2 separate regions of the Mus musculus genome follow, and region 2 is linked to region 1. The links are chromatin contacts, called in public Hi-C maps. All regions are on one chromosome and are shown on one strand. The core of a region is the stretch at or near the end of the contact, and the rest is flanking DNA. Distances in the headings are between cores, read along the strand shown.

The links. Hi-C and Micro-C count contacts between places; a contact is called where the count stands out from the background.
Region 2: a Hi-C map of liver shows a contact between it and region 1, with 2.6 times the contacts expected there. The contact joins two enhancer-like sites. A contact is called at or near these places in 6 of 484 Hi-C or Micro-C datasets (liver, nephron progenitors and ventricular fibroblasts) and 3 of 115 datasets of contacts at active chromatin or transcription factors (bone marrow-derived dendritic cells, bone marrow-derived macrophages and hepatocytes).

The regions. Positions count from the first base shown.
Region 1 is chr3:79,241,346-79,245,493 of GRCm38.p6, forward strand. All of the region lies in intron 1 of 4921511C10Rik (RIKEN cDNA 4921511C10 gene), which reads left to right. It also overlaps a transcript of Rapgef2 not described here. Among named protein-coding and RNA genes, the nearest start is that of 4921511C10Rik, 31 kb to the left of the region's middle. Within about 2 kb of position 1,801, at least 80 of the 459 cell types and tissues checked have an H3K27ac peak or open chromatin away from gene starts, as enhancers often do. A contact at or near this core is called in hepatocytes and liver, where this site is marked.
Region 2 is chr3:79,377,834-79,381,981 of GRCm38.p6, forward strand. All of the region lies in intron 1 of Gm17359 (predicted gene, 17359), which reads left to right. Among named protein-coding and RNA genes, the nearest start is that of Gm17359, 35 kb to the left of the region's middle. Within about 2 kb of position 1,773, at least 9 of the 459 cell types and tissues checked have an H3K27ac peak or open chromatin away from gene starts, as enhancers often do. A contact at or near this core is called in hepatocytes and liver, where this site is marked.

The DNA.
Region 1 (4,148 bases), core at 551-3,050:
AGATTCTTTCAAGGCTCTATTTTGCAGATATAAATATGTGACTTCAGACATTAATTTGGCCCAAACCACACAGGTGATAGGTGGATATCATCTAACATTCTCAAACTGTATCTTTCCAACATACAAATATCCAGAATAAAATTTCTTCCTTTCCTTCCAGACTCTGTTAATTCAAGATCCTCTATGTTATGAACAATCTCTATGTTTCCAATTAGATCTTACACATCGGGTCCTATCCAGCACAAAAATGTAACTGCCTCTTTAAGCCACTCATCAACTCTATCTAATAGTTCATGGATACCCAGGTATGTCTGGCCATTGAAGACTGTTTTGTTTTGTTTTGTTTTGTTTTGTTTTGTTTGGGGGGGGGCGGTGGCAAGAAGGTTGTTGTTGTTGTTGTTGTTGTTGTTGAATTCTGTGTAACCTTTTTTGCCAAGCCCAACTTCCAGGCTTAGAATGCTTTCTGCCTATGGCAACTCTTTCTTATACATTATTGTATTTCTAATAAACACGAGCCCACAGGTACTTGGCATCTCACTGGTTGTCTGACCTGGAAGCAAGCGCTGTTGGTTGGCCTGCCTCTGCTTTCTGATTCTCCGGGATATTAACAGGACATAAAAGTTCATACTGCTTGGCTTTTTTGAGTTTGACACTACCAGGTGCCATAACTAACTTGGTGATAACAGATGCATTCAGGTTCAAATCTTGAGAGAGCAAGGAAGGAGAAATTATGAACGAAATCTAATCAGCTTGATAACTTAAACTTTCAGCTTCCTGGGGGGGGTGGGGGGGGGGATCCTGATATTTTATCTGTGAGTACTTTTCTCAATTTCTAGAGCAATATTACAAAAGTGTTATTTCCAAAACTGGTCTTACACCCTCTATACCTTGCAACCATAAAAAGAAAAGAACATATATTGCTTTTCAAAAATGGCACGGTGCTTCAGGAATGAGTGTCCTGTGAGACACAGGGTGCGTTTACTAATCAGCTGTGGCCCCGGCCTGCCAGCCTGCACCCGGTCGTCGTGGTTTCAGTCCCTGAAAAGTAGAACGTTCCTGCCTCATGCAGGATCACACATGTGGGTTCCAGGAACTTCTGACATCAATAAAGAATTGACTCGGGTAGGAAAACATCAAAATAAATAATGCCCAGTCATGCCCCACCAGAGTCACAGATAGCACCGCCTATTTCCCTACCTGGCACTTCTTACAAAGCAGCTCAGCCCTTTCCATTAACTCTGCTTAAGGCAAGGCCACACAGAAGAAATGTCAAAACACTCATTTTTCTTAATTTCCTAGAGTCTAGGCAGCTCTAAAGTCCCAGTGGTTCTCAACCTCCCTAATGCTGAGACAGTCCCTCTAACACAGTCCCTCTAACACAGTCCCTCTAACACAGTCCCTCTAACACAGTCCCTCTAACACAGTCCCTCTAACACAGTCCCTCTAACACAGTCCCTCTAACACAGTCCCTCTAACAAACACAGTCCCTCTAACACAGTCCCTCTAACAAACACAGTCCCTCTAACAAACACAGTCCCTCTAACACAGTCCCTCTAACACAGTCCCTCTAACACAGTCCCTCTAACACAGTCCCTCTAACACAGTCCCTCTAACACAGTCCCTCTAACACAGTCCCTCTAACACAGTCCCTCTAACACAGTCCCTCTAACACAGTCCCTCTAACACAGTCCCTCTAACACAGTCCCTCAAAGGTGTTTTGCTGCCACTTCACAACTGTGATTTGCTACTGTTACAAAACACAATGTAAATATCAACCCTCAAGGGGGTCATGACCCACGGGTTGAGAACTGCTGTCCTACGCTTGTCAAAACAAGGGAAAGCAAATAAAGAAATGGGTAAGCGTTCGACTGTGGATCAAGACACAAAAGTAAAACTACTGGATAGAACTTTCACCCGTCACGCCGTCAGCAGTTCTTGGGTTTCTTGTGCAGAAGGAAAATGAGAGCTTGAGACATGGGTTCATTTTATTTACCATGTAGCTAGACATGGGGCTTGACGCTCTTTCCAGAGCTTTATGGACTTGAAAGAAACCTCTGTGATCTCAGAAAAGTACCGAGCTACAACTCCTTGGCAGGAGAACAGCAGCTTCCAGAAGCCTCTGAGCAGCGCGTGCTGTTTTCTTTTCATTCCTGTAACCAACACTAAGCAGCACCAGGATTTGGCCCTTGAACCTTCTTCACACTGTACTGTCATTGCTGTGGGTTTCCTCCTCTAGTTAGGACATGTTAGTGACCAGTGCAGAAGGAAACCTCCCAAGTCTTCTCTCTGACCTTTTGTCTGCATGCTAGGTCTCAGAATAACCATGCCGTTGAGTAGGAGAAGGAAGCCACTAAGAGAATATGACTTAAGATAATGTCTGTTTTGTAGACCTGGAGAGATGACTCTTATACGGCTGAGCTCATAGCCAAAAGATCAAGACAATGTCTGGTTTTATATAGCATCTCTTTGTAAGAACCTCTGTTGTTATTTGGAGTAGCACATTATTTGGAGTAGCACATGCCTAAGATATAATTTATTAATTTCCCTGAGGTGAGAATAGCCGTATACACAAAGTATCACATATACCTCAGAGCGTACTAGATGAATTAAAAGAAGTTTATACTGGGCTTCAAATGCTAAGTTTCTCGGCTTCTTCTCACCTATGTATGATTCCAAACAAGCCTCACAGACTCACTATAGACTAAAGTCATTCCTATACTCAGTGTGAGAATCCTAGTAGTTATACCTATTAAAAGCCTTCTGTGTTCATTTCTGGGGTCTGCATTATGGAAGTTATAGGTGTTCTTATAGAATTTAGAAAAATAAATAAATATCCACTATTGCTTCACCTGAACACCAGTGCTTTAAAAACACAAGCTACTGAGAAGGAGTTTATACGGGGGCTTCAAGATAGCTCAGTCTATAAAGTGTCTGCTGCTCACGCAGGAAGACCTGAGTTCAGCTCCCAGGACCTACATTTTAAAAAAGGGCAGGCAAATACGCCTTGGTGGAAGGACCTAGGGATCTGGAGCAGGAACTGGGTTGGAAGCTCCCTCCCTAGTGGCTGGCTCTCCCAGCCCTGGAAGGTGCTATGCAGGCTTCCTCCCTTAGTGGCTAACTCTCCCAGCCCTGGAAGGTGCTATGCAGGCTGCGGGGGAGGAAAGTCGGCAACAGTATTACTTGGACATGACTCACGTGCAACAATCCTGAGTAAGCCAAGTAAGGTGAACCCACTAGCGCGACAGTGGCAAGGCTGAAATGCGGTCATCAACACTTCCCAACTGCATTGGGTGCCTTCTCCACATAAGGGATTTCACCTCTGATACGATATAAATCCAGACAGAAACCTGTGGCTGAGGAGGTCATGGGGACGCTGGCTGGGGTTTTGCCGAATGGACCTGGAACAATCATCTCATTGTCTTCCAGATAACTGTGTTTGTAACCTTCAGTTAGTACTCTGTTAGCTTCGGCAGTGGTCAGCAGAGGCAGCAGAGACTCAAAACTGGTCCAAGGACTGAGACTAAATTAGTTAAAATGTCCGACTATAAGTGTAACATCTGCATCACACTTTTAAGGGTCAGGGAACAAGGCAAGAGAAAAGAGTGGAACGGATGTAAGAGCTTCAGGAAAGGGAGGAGCGAGAGGCTTCCTCGAGGAACACTGACTTCCAAGCATGGGAACTGATACGCTCCTGAGCTGATGTGATGTCATGAAAAGAGTGAGGGCTCACAGGACCCCACCCCTCTGGAAGGGTTTGTATGAGGTTCGAGGTTGATGGTGGAAAACATGTTTGCTCCAGTAGTGTAACCACTCAGAAGGTAGCCATGATCCTGTAAACAACTCTAATGAAACTCATTGCATCACACATATTTTATAAGGCTTTAATGTAGACAGAAAGGTGAGCTGGGAGGAGGACAGGAGGAGGGGGAGGGGGACAAGAGAGGGCTGGGAGTGAGGAGTAATAAGATCAAGATACATGCATGAGAATGCCACAGTGAGACCCATTATGATACATAATTAATACATGTCCTTAAATCTCTTCTTTAAAGCCAGCTGCGGTGAGTCCGCCACTAGGGAGGCTGAGGCAGGAGGATCCTTGGGGTTTACTGTTCAATCCATCTAACAAAATCAGCAAGCTCCATGCCAAT
Region 2 (4,148 bases), core at 523-3,022, 140 kb after region 1:
GTTTAGTGGTCATAAAACCCTTTAATTCATTTCATCATTTTAAAAAAGTTTTATTTTTCCTTCAATTTTGACAGATTACTGGGTAGAGAAGTTCTGGGCTTGCAGTTATTTTTCAAGGGCCCTCCTAGATTTTAAACTTTTAGTTGACAAATCTGCTGTTATTCTGATGGATCCACTTTTGCAAGTGACTTGGTGTTTCTAGCCTGCTGCTTTCAGTACGCTTTCTTTGTTTAAAATTATTCCAGGGTCTGGGGACACAGCTCCGTGGCAGAGCCCTTACCTAAAACACATAAGACCAGGGATTCTGCCTCCAGCTCTGAAACAGTTCGGGAGCTTAGGGTATTAGGAATAAGCTCTTTATGTTCCCTGAATGGGATGTCTGTTGAGAGAGCAACCACTAGTGCTTGATAGTGTCACTATGCAAATGTCAGACTAGCCCATGAATGACAGTGGCCCTTTTGACTTCAATAACTGTTGGAGGATAAACAACCACAGACCGTAAGGCATTGGCTCAGATTTTAGTTAATGATTGAGGATAGGAGGGAAACAAGGTGGAAGAGGATAAAGATTAAGTATTAGATCAACACTGAACTTGTTTTAAAAGGTGGATAAAATATCTAGGAGGGGAAAAAGTTGGAATGATGTTAGGGTACGAAGATTTTAGAGATTAATAAATCTATGGAAGCTTATGGTTAAGTTAAAAGGAAAAGGGACTAACGATGGGAGAGAGAAGCAAAGCTTTAAGAATAAGGGGAGAGTGTATGAGATGCTACCGAACAGTGCAGGGAAGTGCTTTATGGTGGCCATACAAGTTTACATCCTCAGCAGCAGCCGCTCCAGCATCTGTGGTTATCTGTGGTTTCCTTACTCAGCCATTCTGACTGGGATGAGATGGAATCTAGAAGCTGTTTTCATCTGTGCTGCCCTGAAGGCTAAGAACATTAAACACCTTTCAAATATTATTGCTCGTTTGTGTTTTTTTTTGACAACTGTTCATTCTGTTTATTAGTCCATTTATTGATTGGATTTTCTTTCTTTCTATTGGATTTAGCTTTTGCAGTTCTAGAAAGCAATACACACACACGGGTGTCTAAGGTGTAGTTAGCAAAGATGTTCATTGTTGTTTCTGATTTCTATGGCTGTTTCTTCACTCTGGTAATTATTTCCTTTGTTATGTGGAAGCATCTTAATTTCATGTAATCTTGTTTGTTAATTCTTGTGCTATTGGAGACCTTTTCAGGTTTACATTAACGTCTTTAATCCACTTTGAATTGATTTTTGTGCAGGGAGAGAGACAAACGTAATTTCATTCTACAAGTAGATCAAGTAGATGCAGCTGAGAGTACTTTTTTTTTTTAAATCTGTTTCTGTCTCTGTGCGTATGTGTGTGTGAGTGTGCATATGTGTGTGTGCATATGGGTAAGTGCTGGTTATGGTTGTCACTGTGCACATACAGAAGTCAGAGGAGAACTTCAGGTGTCCACCTGGTTGGAGACAGGCTCTCTTGTTTGACACTGTGCATCCAGGCTAGCTGGCCCAAGATCATCCGGGGATTATCTTGTCTCTGCCTGTCATCTCGCCACTAGAGTGCTGTGCTTACAGACACAGGAACTACGTCTGGCTTTATGTGTCTCTGGGAGATCTGAACTTAAATGCTTGCATCTGCGTGAGTGCGTACTCACTGAGCAGTCTCCCCAGTCCTGGAACACACTTTCTAGTCTCGTCTCACTCGGTCCAGCTATGACCTCACCTGTGCTCCCCGGACTGAATTGTGGGATGTGGGAGCTGGTGGTGCTTCCTTCAGCCCTCGAGCTGACGCAGCCACACAACCACACAGCTCACAGGTGGACTCACAAGTAGGTGAATTCACAGCGTGAAACTCAGCGAGCGCTCTGAGCTAAGCAAGATGTCTTCTGAAAGCATTCCTTCTATCATTAACATTTTGGTATGTTTAAGAAACCATGTGAGAAAGATGTTTGATAAACAAAGCGCCTCAGGGAAAATTGCAAAACAAATTTTCTAACACTGGTTTTTGGTACAGTATGAATCTCAGAATCCAATTAATTAAAAAACATACTAAAGTCTCTAAATTGAGCTACTCTTAAGTTCCCATTTCTACATGCACCAAAGCGTAGGGATCTATATTCCAAATTCTTGGTTCCTCTTTGGCATTCCTAGGATTATTTACGGTCACTGTGGTGTCCTCTGTGTTCTAGCAGAGAGCCACACTGGAGAAATCGCAACTGGCAGTCAATGTTTAACTGGTACTCCACCTGGACATTCCATTCTGTTTCAAGCTTTGTTCTTCAATAATTGATTAGAGGAGACACGAAGGAGGTAGCTTTGTCTTGTCCAGTGGTGTTTTCAGTGATTTTATGCAGAAAGACAAGAAATGCTGTTAGGGTTACAGAAACACAAACCCAGGAAAAAGAGAAAGTGGGGGGCAAGATGACAAATTGTAAAAGAATGTTATTGTTTGGGGGAACCAAACAAACAGGGTTATGATGCAAGAAGAGTAAGTATGAACTTTGCACATGGAGCTAGTTATCAATCCAAGTGGAAAGGTAGGTAAGGATGATGTCATTGGTGTGGAGACAGTGGATGACTGTAAACTCGAGATCTGCACAGAAAGTGACATGCTCGTGACAAAGCTGAAAATGATGGCAGTCTGGGCTTGCCAAGAGACTGTCTTTGATTGGACCCAATTTATTTAATGTGGTGTGTGTGTGTGTGTGTGTGTGTGTGTGTGTGTGTGTGTGGTGTCAGATGTCAGAGGACAACTTGGAGTCAGTTCTTCCCTTCTACCATGCAGATTCTGGGGCCTGAAGACACTGCACCCTGTGCTATCTCCCTGGCCCTGCATGATTATACTTCAGCCCACAGGGTGGACCAAGCATGACAGAACATATCTGTAACCCTAGTGCTTGGGATGCTGAGGCAGAAGAATAACAGTTTAAAGATGTCCTAGACTATATAGCTGACCCTGGGTCATTAAATAAAAAAGGGAATGACAACATTGTACGAAGCCTGAGAATCATATTATATGTATCCTGTGGGCCTTCCAATACATGAAAAGCAAGGGTGGGGTGTGAGGGAAGAGAGAGGGGAATGAAAGAGACAGAGACACAGAGAAACAGAATCAGAGAGGGGAGGAGAGGGGGAGAAAAAGAGACAGGAGGAGAAAAGAGATCGGGAAACAGGAGGAGTTCTCACTAGAATTCAAGCCAGATTGTGACTGTGTAGGAAGGCAGATCTTACTTAACCCATTGCATTGAAGAAAATGGAATGTTCCCCAAACAGAAAACGTTGCTGTTATTGAAAATTATTTTGTAATTGGATGAGTATATGCCAGAGCAAGACCCCTACCAGGATACAAGGTCATACATACCTTCTGACCTCTACAGCTTCCACCAGGCTCGCTCAGCATGCTGCAAAAAAGTCTATTTCTCTGCCAATAGTTCTGTAGTATAACTGAAGTTAGCGCTGCATTGATGTAATTTCTAAACAAACAAACAAACAAACAAACAATCCAAGGAGATTCATAAGGCCGTCAGAACAGCAGGCATCTGTCTGTTTTAACCCAGGAATTTTGCCCATGGTCTTGACTCTAGAAGTTAAAAAACAATCATAATTAGTAGCTCCTAATTCCCCCTTCCCAGAACTTCTCATAGCAAATAAATCACGGGAACACTGGTCGGAAGATTTCCTGTCCTGCGCCTGAGAGCAGTGGCTTGGCTTCCTCTCCTTCCTCTATTCTAAATTAGGTTTCTTTTTGACACTAGTATAACATCCATTTGTTCACAAGAGAGGATGTCGGAACACAACAGTTACTCTGTAAAAACACAGGAGAATCTGTCACCTCAGCTCTCTTGTCTTCCCATCTCTAGCCCAGACTGAAAATCAGAATCCTACCCCTGGTAGAATATCTTTCCAGAAATCCATAATCTCTTAATGGAAACAGTTCTTTAGAGTGTCTAGAACAGAAAGGTAATTTCAAATTGAGACAATTAAAAAAAAAACAGAATAGTTATTCATAACTCAAAACAAAAACAAAACACCAACACCAAAACCCCTAGCAATCAGACAGGGTAAGATGTTAATATACATGGGAGTTCTACCCAATCCTTGTTTTGTCAAGACTTGAAAAA